Regions from separate parts of the Mus musculus genome. Here region 1 is linked to region 2. Evidence: chromatin contacts called from public Micro-C data. All regions are on one chromosome and are shown on one strand. Each heading gives the region's core, a stretch centred on a gene start, on an enhancer-like site or on the middle of the called end of the contact. The rest is flanking DNA. Distances are from core to core; before and after follow the strand shown. Region 1 overlaps Pigk (phosphatidylinositol glycan anchor biosynthesis, class K). Region 2 overlaps Gipc2 (GIPC PDZ domain containing family, member 2).

The links. A called contact is a pair of places that touch in the nucleus more often than the background predicts.
Region 1: a Micro-C map of brown adipocytes shows a contact between it and region 2, with 4 times the contacts expected there. The contact joins two enhancer-like sites. A contact is called at or near these places in 1 of 15 datasets of contacts at CTCF or cohesin (the NIH/3T3 cell line), 28 of 484 Hi-C or Micro-C datasets (the Ba/F3 cell line, the C2C12 cell line, CD8 T cells and 21 more), 2 of 115 datasets of contacts at active chromatin or transcription factors (astrocytes and large pre-B cells) and 3 of 9 other capture datasets (adipose tissue, embryonic stem cells and liver).

Annotation. Positions count from the first base shown.
Region 1 is chr3:152,736,868-152,742,300 of GRCm38.p6, forward strand. It overlaps Pigk (phosphatidylinositol glycan anchor biosynthesis, class K), which reads left to right. Exons shown (of 11, transcript NM_025662.5): 4 at 1,319-1,454; 5 at 3,262-3,373. Among named protein-coding and RNA genes, the nearest start is that of Gm40181, 17 kb to the right of the region's middle. Within about 2 kb of position 3,879, at least 15 of the 459 cell types and tissues checked have an H3K27ac peak or open chromatin away from gene starts, as enhancers often do. A contact at or near this core is called in the N1E-115 cell line, adipose tissue, brown adipocytes and 1 more, where this site is marked.
Region 2 is chr3:152,112,560-152,117,693 of GRCm38.p6, forward strand. All of the region lies in intron 3 of Gipc2 (GIPC PDZ domain containing family, member 2), which reads right to left. Among named protein-coding and RNA genes, the nearest start is that of Gm40179, 8.0 kb to the left of the region's middle. Within about 2 kb of position 2,417, at least 168 of the 459 cell types and tissues checked have an H3K27ac peak or open chromatin away from gene starts, as enhancers often do. A contact at or near this core is called in the N1E-115 cell line, adipose tissue, brown adipocytes and 1 more, where this site is marked.

The sequences.
Region 1 (5,433 bases), core at 2,629-5,128, 630 kb after region 2:
TTCTAAGGTGTAGCCATGTTTCCATTTTAGAGATGGAACAGCTGCAGGGCTGATACTGGAGCGTTCAGGATTGGACTGCTTCCAGAGTAGAAATCTTCCCAGAAAATCACAGAGTTTCAGGCTTGAACTTTAGTGTATTTGGAACATATGCAGCAGAACATTTTCTTCTTGCTAAATTAATTACATTACCACCATGTCGGTCTCCCCTGTGCTGGGGAGCTCAAGTGTATGTAGAAAAGAAAATTCTTCTGACTCATGGTACCAAGTTTCAGTGGTAGGACCAATTTTCTCTTCAGGTTTTCAAAAATGAAGATACTTGAGTCACCTAAGTTATTAAGTATCCACTATATTCCAGGCCTGAAAGTGGTGGTAACCAGGACAGGTGCATTTGAGTCCTCCTTTGGCCTGTATCCTCATGGAATGGTGGCAGGGTGTGATGCAGGGCCCTCAGGCACTCTTGTCCTGGAGGCAGTAAAGCAGACCATGAGATGCAGTGCCTATCAGGGACCGGGATCCTTTGAAGTCTGACTGGTCAGTGGCTTGGGAAGAGCAGAAGAAACAGAAAGGCTGGTGAAGACTAGCATTCTGAATAGGAGTGGTAGGGTGGAGCCAGCAGACATTATAAACGACCCCCACTGTGACCACAGCCTGACGTTTGTAAGTGGCAAAGTTTTGACTAACTGATGGAGAAACATGGTGGCTAGCCTTCCTGATGTGGGACAGTTTGTGGCTCTGTGCCTGGTTCCACCGCTCGTCCAGGCCCACAGACTGCAAATTTCATGCTTACATGTCTGAAAGTTAAATTCTTTAGAAGATCATAGTCAGCCGGGCATGGTGGCACACGCCTTTAATTCCAGCACTCCGGAGGCAGAGGCAGGTGGATTTCTGAGTTCGAGGCCAGCCTGGTCTACAAATTGAGTTCCAGGACAGCCAGGGCTACACAGAGAAACCCTGTCTCAAAAAACAAACAACAACAACAACAACAAAAAAAAAAAGAGAGAGAGAGAGAAGATCATAGTTTAGTGTGGAGTTTTCCACTCTTGAGGATGTTGGATATTAAAATGTTTGTGTGGTATGGCTCCTTTAGCTTCCCTTTGTTACATGGGAAATGTTAACTTACACCAAAAGTTCTAACATTCCATGCTAGAATGCCTGCTCTCTGCTTTGAGTTAGTTAAGGCTCTTTGAGTGCCTCAATGACAATTCACTTATTTCGAATGAGGAGAAGGTTGAATAGGATTCTGCTTCTTATACATTAACCATATCTGTTGGGCTTTGGGCTGTATGTAAAGATCACTTTTCTGCAATTCTTTTGCTAGTCACATTGTCCTGATGCTTGCTGATGACATGGCGTGCAATGCTCGGAACCCCAAGCCAGCCACAGTGTTCAGCCACAAGAACATGGAGCTCAATGTGTATGGAGACGATGTGGAAGTGGACTACAGAAGCTATGAGGTGCGTCCTCCATCTGAAGCATGACAGCCATCTTTAAACTCCAGTTAGTTGCCGTTGAGCTCTGGTGGGATTCAGTCAGCGTTTGGAGTTCACAACTAAATGCAGGAAGTTGACCAGGACAGTTGTGCTGCCTGTTTCAACAGGAAAGGTTGGCTTTTCATGCTTGGTCTGCAGTCTCGGCTTCAGTATTTTTATTTGGCATATTAGTTGTGGATAAACTCCCTGACTAACAAGGACTCCTCTTCTCATAGGCCTTGTCTAGTGTGTGCCCTGTGGGCCTTATGTGCCCAGGACAGTTAAGAACAAAACCGACCACAGGACTGTAAACTGACTGAAGCATTATAAACGAGACACTTTTCTGCTGCCATGTTTTTGTTTTGTTTTGTTTTTAAAACTCAATTGCATGGTTCTCAGGAGTTACTTTATAGATGACAGGTTGTGCCGCAGGGTTAAGGTTAGGCCCATCTGTTTGACATGAGACCACCTTAAGTAAGCTCCCACCGTGTTCTAGTCACCCAGTTAGAAGTAACATGCTCGCCAGGAGTGGTATTGTGCCATATCTTCTTCCTTAGAAACTTAGTTTTTAAGTTCAAGTCTGTTTGGGATTTGAAGCCGTCTTAGATCCTGCTTCCTTCTCACCAAGCCCCCTGAGGGTGGGAGGCGGTCTCATGTCTGCAGAGCTCCCACATCAGTTGTCAGAGCAGCCTGACCCGGGCTGTCAGCCCCTTTAAGGACTTGTCCTGTTTCTGTGTGTCTTACAGCTAGAGAGTACTCAAGTTACAGCTGCCCAGAAAAGTTCTGCAGATTGTTATGAATGAATGTTCGACTTCTCATTTGGTCATTTGAAAGAGTAAAAACATTCCCTACCTTGTGAGCCAATAAGAGATCCTGTTAAAACCCTCAGTATTTTGCTGTGCTCTGAACAGCTTATGCACATGTGTTCATACATGTAAACAGCTTGTACACATATGTTCATGCACATCTTCCACTCATGGTCCAGGGAAAACAATCTGTTGGAAAAGCTGAATGGATTTTCTGCTTTTTAATTAAATTTTAAATTATGGATGATATATGACTCAACTGTTAACTTTAAATTTATTTTTTCCCTACAACGTTAAACATGCCTTTGAAGAATCCCAGATGCCTGGAAATTTCAAATTGGGACGATCTGTGTAAAATGTGTTTTATAAGTTGAAGATAATCTGATAGAAGTCTAAGTGACACAATTCATCCAAATTTAAAGATACATATTTGGCAGGTGGTGGTGGTGGTGGTAGTGGCATGCCATGTCCTCTTGTGTGACTAATCTGTCATTGACTGAGTAGTGGCACAAATTAGCTGTATGATGTAACTAGTTATTTACAAGTGTTTGTATTTTGTGTCCTCCCAAAGAATTACTTGTATAAATAAGTCAGGAAACTTTGAGATCAATTTTTAACATATAGTATTTAAAATTCTAAATTGAGAATTAAATTATTTTGCTCCAACATAGCTTTTCCTTGTTAGTGTTTAGTCCTAAGGCGTTTCTTCCCATTATGTCTTGCTGTATAGCCCAGTCTGGCCTTGGGGTTCCCTTCTCTTGCCTCAGTCTCCCCCCAGCACCCCCCCCCATGCTGGGTCACAGGCACACACCCCGCTGCAGGCTGAGGCACTCGGAAGTGTATGCTTAGCTTTAGTAATCTAGTTTTTACTTGCACTATAATTTGCTTTCTGTTTTATTTTCAAATTACGCTGAGTAATATATAGCTAGGAAGACTATTTTGAATATCTTCAGGTTCGATTTCATCTGAAATCTTCTTTCTTCTAGGTAACTGTGGAGAACTTTTTAAGGGTATTGACCGGGAGGGTTCCACCCAGTACCCCTCGCTCAAAGCGTCTTCTTTCCGACGACAGAAGCAATATCCTCATTTATATGACAGGTATTTCAGAGTTTAAAGAGTTCTAGTAGATTATATTGAAACATGATCAAATGGAACCCGGTAAACAGATGCTAAAGTAACAGAGTGACCTTTGGTTAAAGTCATGTGCATGTGTGTGTGTGTGTGTGTGTGTGTGTGTGTGTGTGTATGTGTGTGTGTGTGTGTGCACGCGTGCTCGAGTGTGTGTATACCTGAAATGACATGTAAAAGGGGACATAGGTTGAGGATCCTTATTCCAGAATCTACAATTGTTGCCAACCCGTACAAATATTTGACTTCATGTGACAGGTGGTGGTCCAAATGCAGGCACTGAAAAGGGGCAAAATTTCCTTCAGACTCTGTGCATAAGAAACACAAATTAATTTCACGTTTAGATCTGTCCTAGCCTTAAAATATCAACTGTGGAACAGATGTGCCTCCGTCTGCAGCCCTCCTGGCCCCCATTTGGATGAGGGCAGTGCGTGTGTGTCATCTGTTTACTTGTCTTCACTATCTCTTTGTCATCTTTCCAGAGTCCGCTCCTGCCACACCCGCTCTGGCTTTTGTCCCCCTTGGGTCGTCCTTCTCAGCACATAATAGAACTGCAGATCTGCCCTTCTCTGCCGCACACTCCCAAATTCTACTTTTGAAGGATTTACTCAGTAACTCCTTGAGTAAATGCTGAGTCTTAGCCTAAATTTCTTTGTTTTGGTCTGGGGTGGGGTCTGTGAAGCTGTATGGTGAACATATTTTCTGGATGTTATAATTTCTAGGTTAGTTTCAGTTAATGTACTAAAATATAGGATTTATATATTTTACATTTTTTTCTTGGTTTGTTGCCATTGAAACAGTTTGAAAATAACTCCAGACAGGAAGGAAATTCCAGCAGTTCTAATATAGAGTCTGTGTTAGAGAGCCTGCAACACAGTGGAATAGCTGATAATCATGATAGTAAAATAAGAGCCAATACTTTTGAGGCTTTCTGTATACTGTGAGCTGCCTTAAATTACTGCCTCTGGCAATGAGTTTCATCCTTAGGCAGCCTGGTGAATTTGGTGTTGACATCCAGAGCCGCCATGTATGGTCATGCAGGTCTTACCATATGCACAGCACTTGGCCTGGTGTTAAGTGGGAGCTGGCATCTAGTGTGTTTTGACTGATTTGTATGCCTTGCTGCAGGATGTCTCATGGGAAGGAGAAATACCCTTTTCCCCACAAAGGCTTAGTCACTAGCCACTCGTGTCACTACAATCGGCTTCCCTCCTTCACTGTTCAGAGCCACTCGTGTCACTACAATCGGCTTTCCCTCTTTCACTGTTCAGAGGCAGCTGCTTTTCAAGTCTGCATGTGGGCTGTGGGAGCCACCAGTGCCCTCACTGTGTGGCTAAGCAGAATGGGGCAGAGATTAAGTTATTTACTAAAGTAGCAGAGCCTGCACATGGCACATCGAGGGTTCCCATCCACACACACTGGCTGGTCCATATCACCACCCCCTGGCCAGCGAATGGACTCTGTTCAATAGTCAGGGATAAACCACCAGGTGTTAGTGAGAGCCACACTTCCTAGTAATAATAGCAGAGTAAACCTGGAGTGAGCACGCACCAGGGACTACTCAGTGCTTTAGCTGCTTTCTCACCAAGTGATAGAAAAACTCTTAAAGAAATAATATGTACTGTTCTTATGAATTCTGTTTTAAGTTGGTATGGAAAATTAAATTTGCTTTTGAGCCCATACTTTAGGTAAGAAAGTATTATTAAAGCATCACAGGAAATAATCTAAGTGTGTATATCTGGATGTGTTTGTACTGTATATGGTTCTGTGTGCATTAGGGAATATGTCAGTGTTTGTACTGTATATGGTTCTGTGTGCATTAGGGAATATGTCAGTGTTTGTACTGTTTATGGTTCTGTGTGCATTAGGGAATATGTCAGTGTTTGTACTGTGTGTGTTTATATGTGCATTAGGGAATATGTCAGCATTTGTACTGTATATGGTTCTGTGTACATTAGGGAATATGTAAGCGTTTGTAATGTATGAGGTTCTGTGTACATTAGGGAATATGTAAGTGTTTGTACTGTGTG
Region 2 (5,134 bases), core at 1,167-3,666:
GCTGGGATTAAAGGCGTGCGCCACCACGCCCAGCTATAATGTACATTTTTATGTCTCAAATTAAAGTGCAGCATTCATACAGACGTGAATTGCTTTAGTGACGATCAGCTGGCATTTTTAGCAAGCCTACAAACTCAATCTTAGCTGTCTGGTAGGAAGAAAAGCGTTCGTCTCCAGTCCCACTCCAAAGCCAGGATGTGAATCCCAGGGAAATCAGTGTAGACAAAACTGATTCGAAAGCCTGTTGTGTCTCAGGACAAGCATTAGCAACGTGGCTTGGCTCCTCAGTAGCAAGAGGAAGTGGCACTCTCCCGGTTCTTCATGCCACGAAGGACTTAGCCTGGAGTATGATGCCACACTTGAGGGCAGGGGCAAAGAACAGGATCTCAGCAAACAGTAGGCACAAAGGGACTGAACGCTACCTGAGCGGTCAAGAGAGTCCAGGGAGTGAGGCATAGCTCAGAGCCTGTGCCTGGCACACCTGAGACCCTGGGATCCACCTAGAACTTCTGTTTAAGTTTCAGAAGTCAGGAGGAAAGGCAAAACAAAATCTTACGAGCACACAAGAGACCATAGAGAAGGGTTACATCCTAGATGGCTGGAAGCCATTTATAAAGAAAGTGAAAGAGAAAAAAAAATCAGTATTTTAGTAACATAGAAAAAAAGAAATTAATCTCTTACGGTTCAAAACTGATGTAATTTTTAAAATATGTTTCTCATTAAATTTCAGCTGAATGTATGGGCTCATTTCATTTTTTCTAACTCCTCAAAAATATGATCTGGCCCTTTAACCATATTTTTTTCTTTTTCCTTTTCTTTCTCTTTTCTTCTTACTTACCAGCTCAGGGTGAGCTGCTGGAATTCATTATATAGCACAGGCCTGCTTCAAACTCCAATGATCTTCCTGCCTTGGCCTCTTGAGTACTGTGATTACAGACATGAGCCACCAAGCCCAACTGCCCTGACCTTTTGGGACATCTATGGGGACTTTCCACTGAGATCTGACGGCCCCCATGGTACACTTGGTTTTCACACAACGTCATAGCTTACAGTCATGTTCTAATGGCCGTGGCTAATGGTTTACCCTGTACAGCAATCGCCCTTTGGTCAATGTGCACCATGGCCCACAGGCAGTGATTAAAAGCATGGACTGTAGACTCTCAACTAAGCCAGCATCCTCGGAGCTTGCAGCTACAGCTTGAGGAGTAAAATCCTTATCTGTAAGCAGAATGTTGTCTACAGGGCTGAGCAGGCTCCCACAGAGCGAATGCATGGAGGACTCTGGGCCGGGCAGCCTACACCTACTAGCAGACTGCTGTGGCTGCCCAATGGTTGAGAGAGGGTGAAGGGTGACTGGGAGTGGGAAGGAGGGAGGGAGGCAGAAATGGAGGGAGGGAAGGAGGTGGGGAGGGGGGGAGGGAGGCTCTTCACTCCCTCCAGAACAAAGCCATTCACACTCTTTCTGAAAATGGGAAACATGCGAAGGTCCTTCTTCATAAGTTCAAAAAGTTCACTCCAAACATCAGAAGCACAGGCCTCTCTCCCTCTGTCTCTGTCTCTTTGTCTTCATTCGCATATATTTTCACCCCTCTCAAATAAAGCCATATAATGGCTCCCTTCAATTGGGAGTAGCAGTAGATAAGCCTAATAGGGTTCCACTCAGAGTCCCCAAAACAGAGAGATGCAGCAAAGCCTTCACAGATGCTCCACACAGGAGATCCTCTAGAGGCTGTCCCATTAGCAGGAGGCCTTGCAGGGGAAGAACAGTGCTGTGGAGAGCCAGGGTGATGGATGTAATCCCAGAACTCTGGCCTCTGCCCCCTCCATCCCAGAAAGGGAAACACAGCCCTCCCCTAACCTGCCTCCATCTTGAGTGGGACGACAGAGCTTGGCAGAACGTTGCAACAGACTCCAAGCTGCAAATCCAGGGATGCTTGCCGTCCCTGGGTTCCCAGAACAGACAGATCTCAGGGACTGACAAATACAAGCCAGGTTCACTAGGAGCAGACCCTACCACCGGTTTATCCCACAGGAAGAGAGTGGTTTTACACAGCATTGAAACCAACGGGTGTCATTTTATAGAACTGCTGTGTTAACTCTACAATCTTGCGATTATTTTTAATTATGCACATACACAAACGTGCATTGAGTATGTGTGTGTGTGTGTGTGTGTGTGTGTGAGAGAGAGAGAGAGAGAGAGAGAGAGAGAGAGAAGGGGGGGGTCAGAATCTTCCTTTAAAAGTGGTGTCTGAGCAGACACCCAGCCACCAGGGGTAAAGACGCGAGATGACCACAGCCAACGGCAGAGAGGACTGAACAGAGCAGAGGAGAAACCGGTCCAGCCCATGAGTTCTGCAAAGTCAAAGACTTCAGAAGCAAGGAGAGGGCAGTTGCACAGTCCCGCCCAGCCGGGTGACTCTGCGCTTTCTCTCTCTGGCCTGCCTGGGATGATTCATCTAAAACTTCCCTCCGACTGCTGTGAGCCCTGAGCTGCTCAGGATACTTGGCAGCAGATCAAAGGGCTGGGCATGAAGGGCGTTCCCTTGGGCCAAGGCTCTAAACTGGGAGTTAGCAATTATGTCTGATGCATTCATGAGTGTTATGCACATACGGTGCTTGTAGCTTTTTCTTTTTTTAACTAGTTGACAACTTTTTGGTTATTGGTTTGTTTTATTTATTTATTTATTTATTTATTTATTTATTTAGAGACATGGTCTCATGTAGCCCAGACTGGCCTTGAACTTAATTTGTAGTCAAAGGTGATCTTGAATTCCTGATCCTCCTACATTCAGCTCGCACACGATGAGATTACAGGCTGAAGATTCTTAAAGTCCTGGTTTATGTGGTACTGGGGACCGAACCTAAGACTCCGGACATTCTAGGCAAACACTCTACACCCCAACCGCACTTCTATCTCTCTCTCTCTCTCTCTCTCTCTCTCGATGGGGATTGTACTCACTACAAAGACCAGTCTAATATCAAAGTCAGAGATCTGCCTGCCTCTACCGCCTGAGTACTGTGGTTCAAGTGCTTGCAACACCATACCTGGCAAATTTTTGTTTTCAATAAGGGTTTACAGCTTGCTTAGAAAGAGTCCCTATGTTGGTAACCAGCTGAGTCTTCCATTGAAAATATTTAGACCAGTTTTGCTTAGAATTCATCTCAAACATTTACTACGCCCCATTAAAGACAACCTGGCCCTTCATTCATCTTCTTCCACAGAATCATTGTGACAGAATGAGTTATACTGCATTAAACATTAATGACAACCCCATTTTGTCCTTGTAAGCACTTTAAAACCTTGACCAAAACAATGTTCGTCAATGACAGATAAAATGCATTATCGATCTAAAACCCCGAATTTTCCCCAAAGCCCCTTCCACACCCCAAATGCCCATTTATTTTTTTAAGCTTTATTTATTTATTTATTTAATGTATGAGTCCACTGTAGATGTCTTCAGACACACTAGAAGAGGGCATCAGATCCCATTACAGATGGTTGTGAGCCACCATGTGGTTGCTGGGAATTGAACTCAGGACCTCTGGACGAACAGTCAGTGCCCTTAACGGTTGAGCCATCTCTCCAGCCCCCATTTCTAATGTTAACACCATTCTTTCATTCAGCCTTCCAGGACAGAAACCTCAAGAGTAAGGGTGAGTTATGGGCTTCCCTCCCATAGGCCTAGGTATCCAGCAAGCCAGCTCCTACCTGCGCCTACCCCTAAGAGTGTTAAGGAGATATTTGAAGCGGTTTCTAGTTAGGGTGTGACTTGGCCCTTAGCACATACCTTTAATCCCTCGGGCTGGAATGCAGACACACACCCTTAATCCCAAACATTGAAGGAAAGTTAGTTTGTAGAAGGAAGCACCTGTGTTTGGAAATGATGTCTAATTGAATAGCAAAGTGACAAATCAGAGAAAGACTTGACAGGGTAGGCTGTGCCTAACTCTCTCAAGAAGAGAGAGGAAAGAGAAGAGACAGTCAGTACAGGAGAGAGAGGAGAGTGCGGCACAGGATATGGCAGAGTTCTCAGAGAGCAGGACAGGAGAGTTGAGAGGGAGAGTGGAGCAAGGGGGGGGGGTGCGCGGGGGTGGGGGGGTGGAGTTTTAAAGAGACAGGTCGAAAAGAGAACAAGCTAGACACAGGTGAAGACAGAACGAAAACGGGAATGAGAAGGAGCCAGAGTAGAAAAGATTGCTAGAGTTGAGGCCATGCAGAGCAACTCAGGGGTCAAGAGGAAAACCAGATTGAATAAGTCAACTGGGAGAGGAGTTTGAGCCACAACAGCTGAGTTGAACCAGCCAGCCAGAGTTCAGAAAGAACTAGGAAGGGGTGACCTTATCCAGCAGCGAGTCTCAGAGGCCGGAAACATCCTAGGCTGGAGTGGAGTGTACGGAGGCTGGAACCTCCCAGGACTGGGTTAGCAGACTGAGGCAGGACACCTCAGAGGTGACAACTTAGGAGAATGAGAAATCCTTTTCTGATGAATTGTTCCTCTTTCCTTCCTTAGAATGCCCACTGCTGCTCAAGAATGCCCACTGCTGCTCACGGCCCTCAGCACGTAGCATTTCCTCTCTGTTACTCGGCCAGAGAAACACCATCCCGAGCGAGCATCTTCTCTAGTCAGATACAGCAGCACTAGTCTTTCTGACTTAATGTTGTGACTTCACCGTGTGTCACTTTTAAAACCAGCATGGAACGGCTCACTCTCAGCCTCCAAAGAAAGCCCGTGTTCCCCCCGCCTGGCTTCCAAGCTTCCCTGACTCTAAGTAGCTTTTGCTGACTATCCTGCTGCAGTTCCTGCAGCTGGTGCTCTTCACTGCCACGGACCTCCCAAACCCTCCTGCCTTCAAATACGTTCCTGCCACGCTCCCAGGACAAGTTCAGGTGTGATTTTCACGGAGCTTCTTTCTCACCCAGTCCCACCTGCTCCCGCGTCCCCTCTCACAATGCCCATTAGATTTCCACGGCGTGTTCCAAACATCAGCCCACAATCCCATGCATAAGAAATGCCAAAGCAGGGCCTGGAGAGATGGCTCAGTGGTTAAAATCCCTGGCTGCTCTCTCAAGGACTTGGGTCTGGCCGCTCTTCAGCTGTAATTCTAGTTCTTGGAGATACAAAACTCTTTTTTG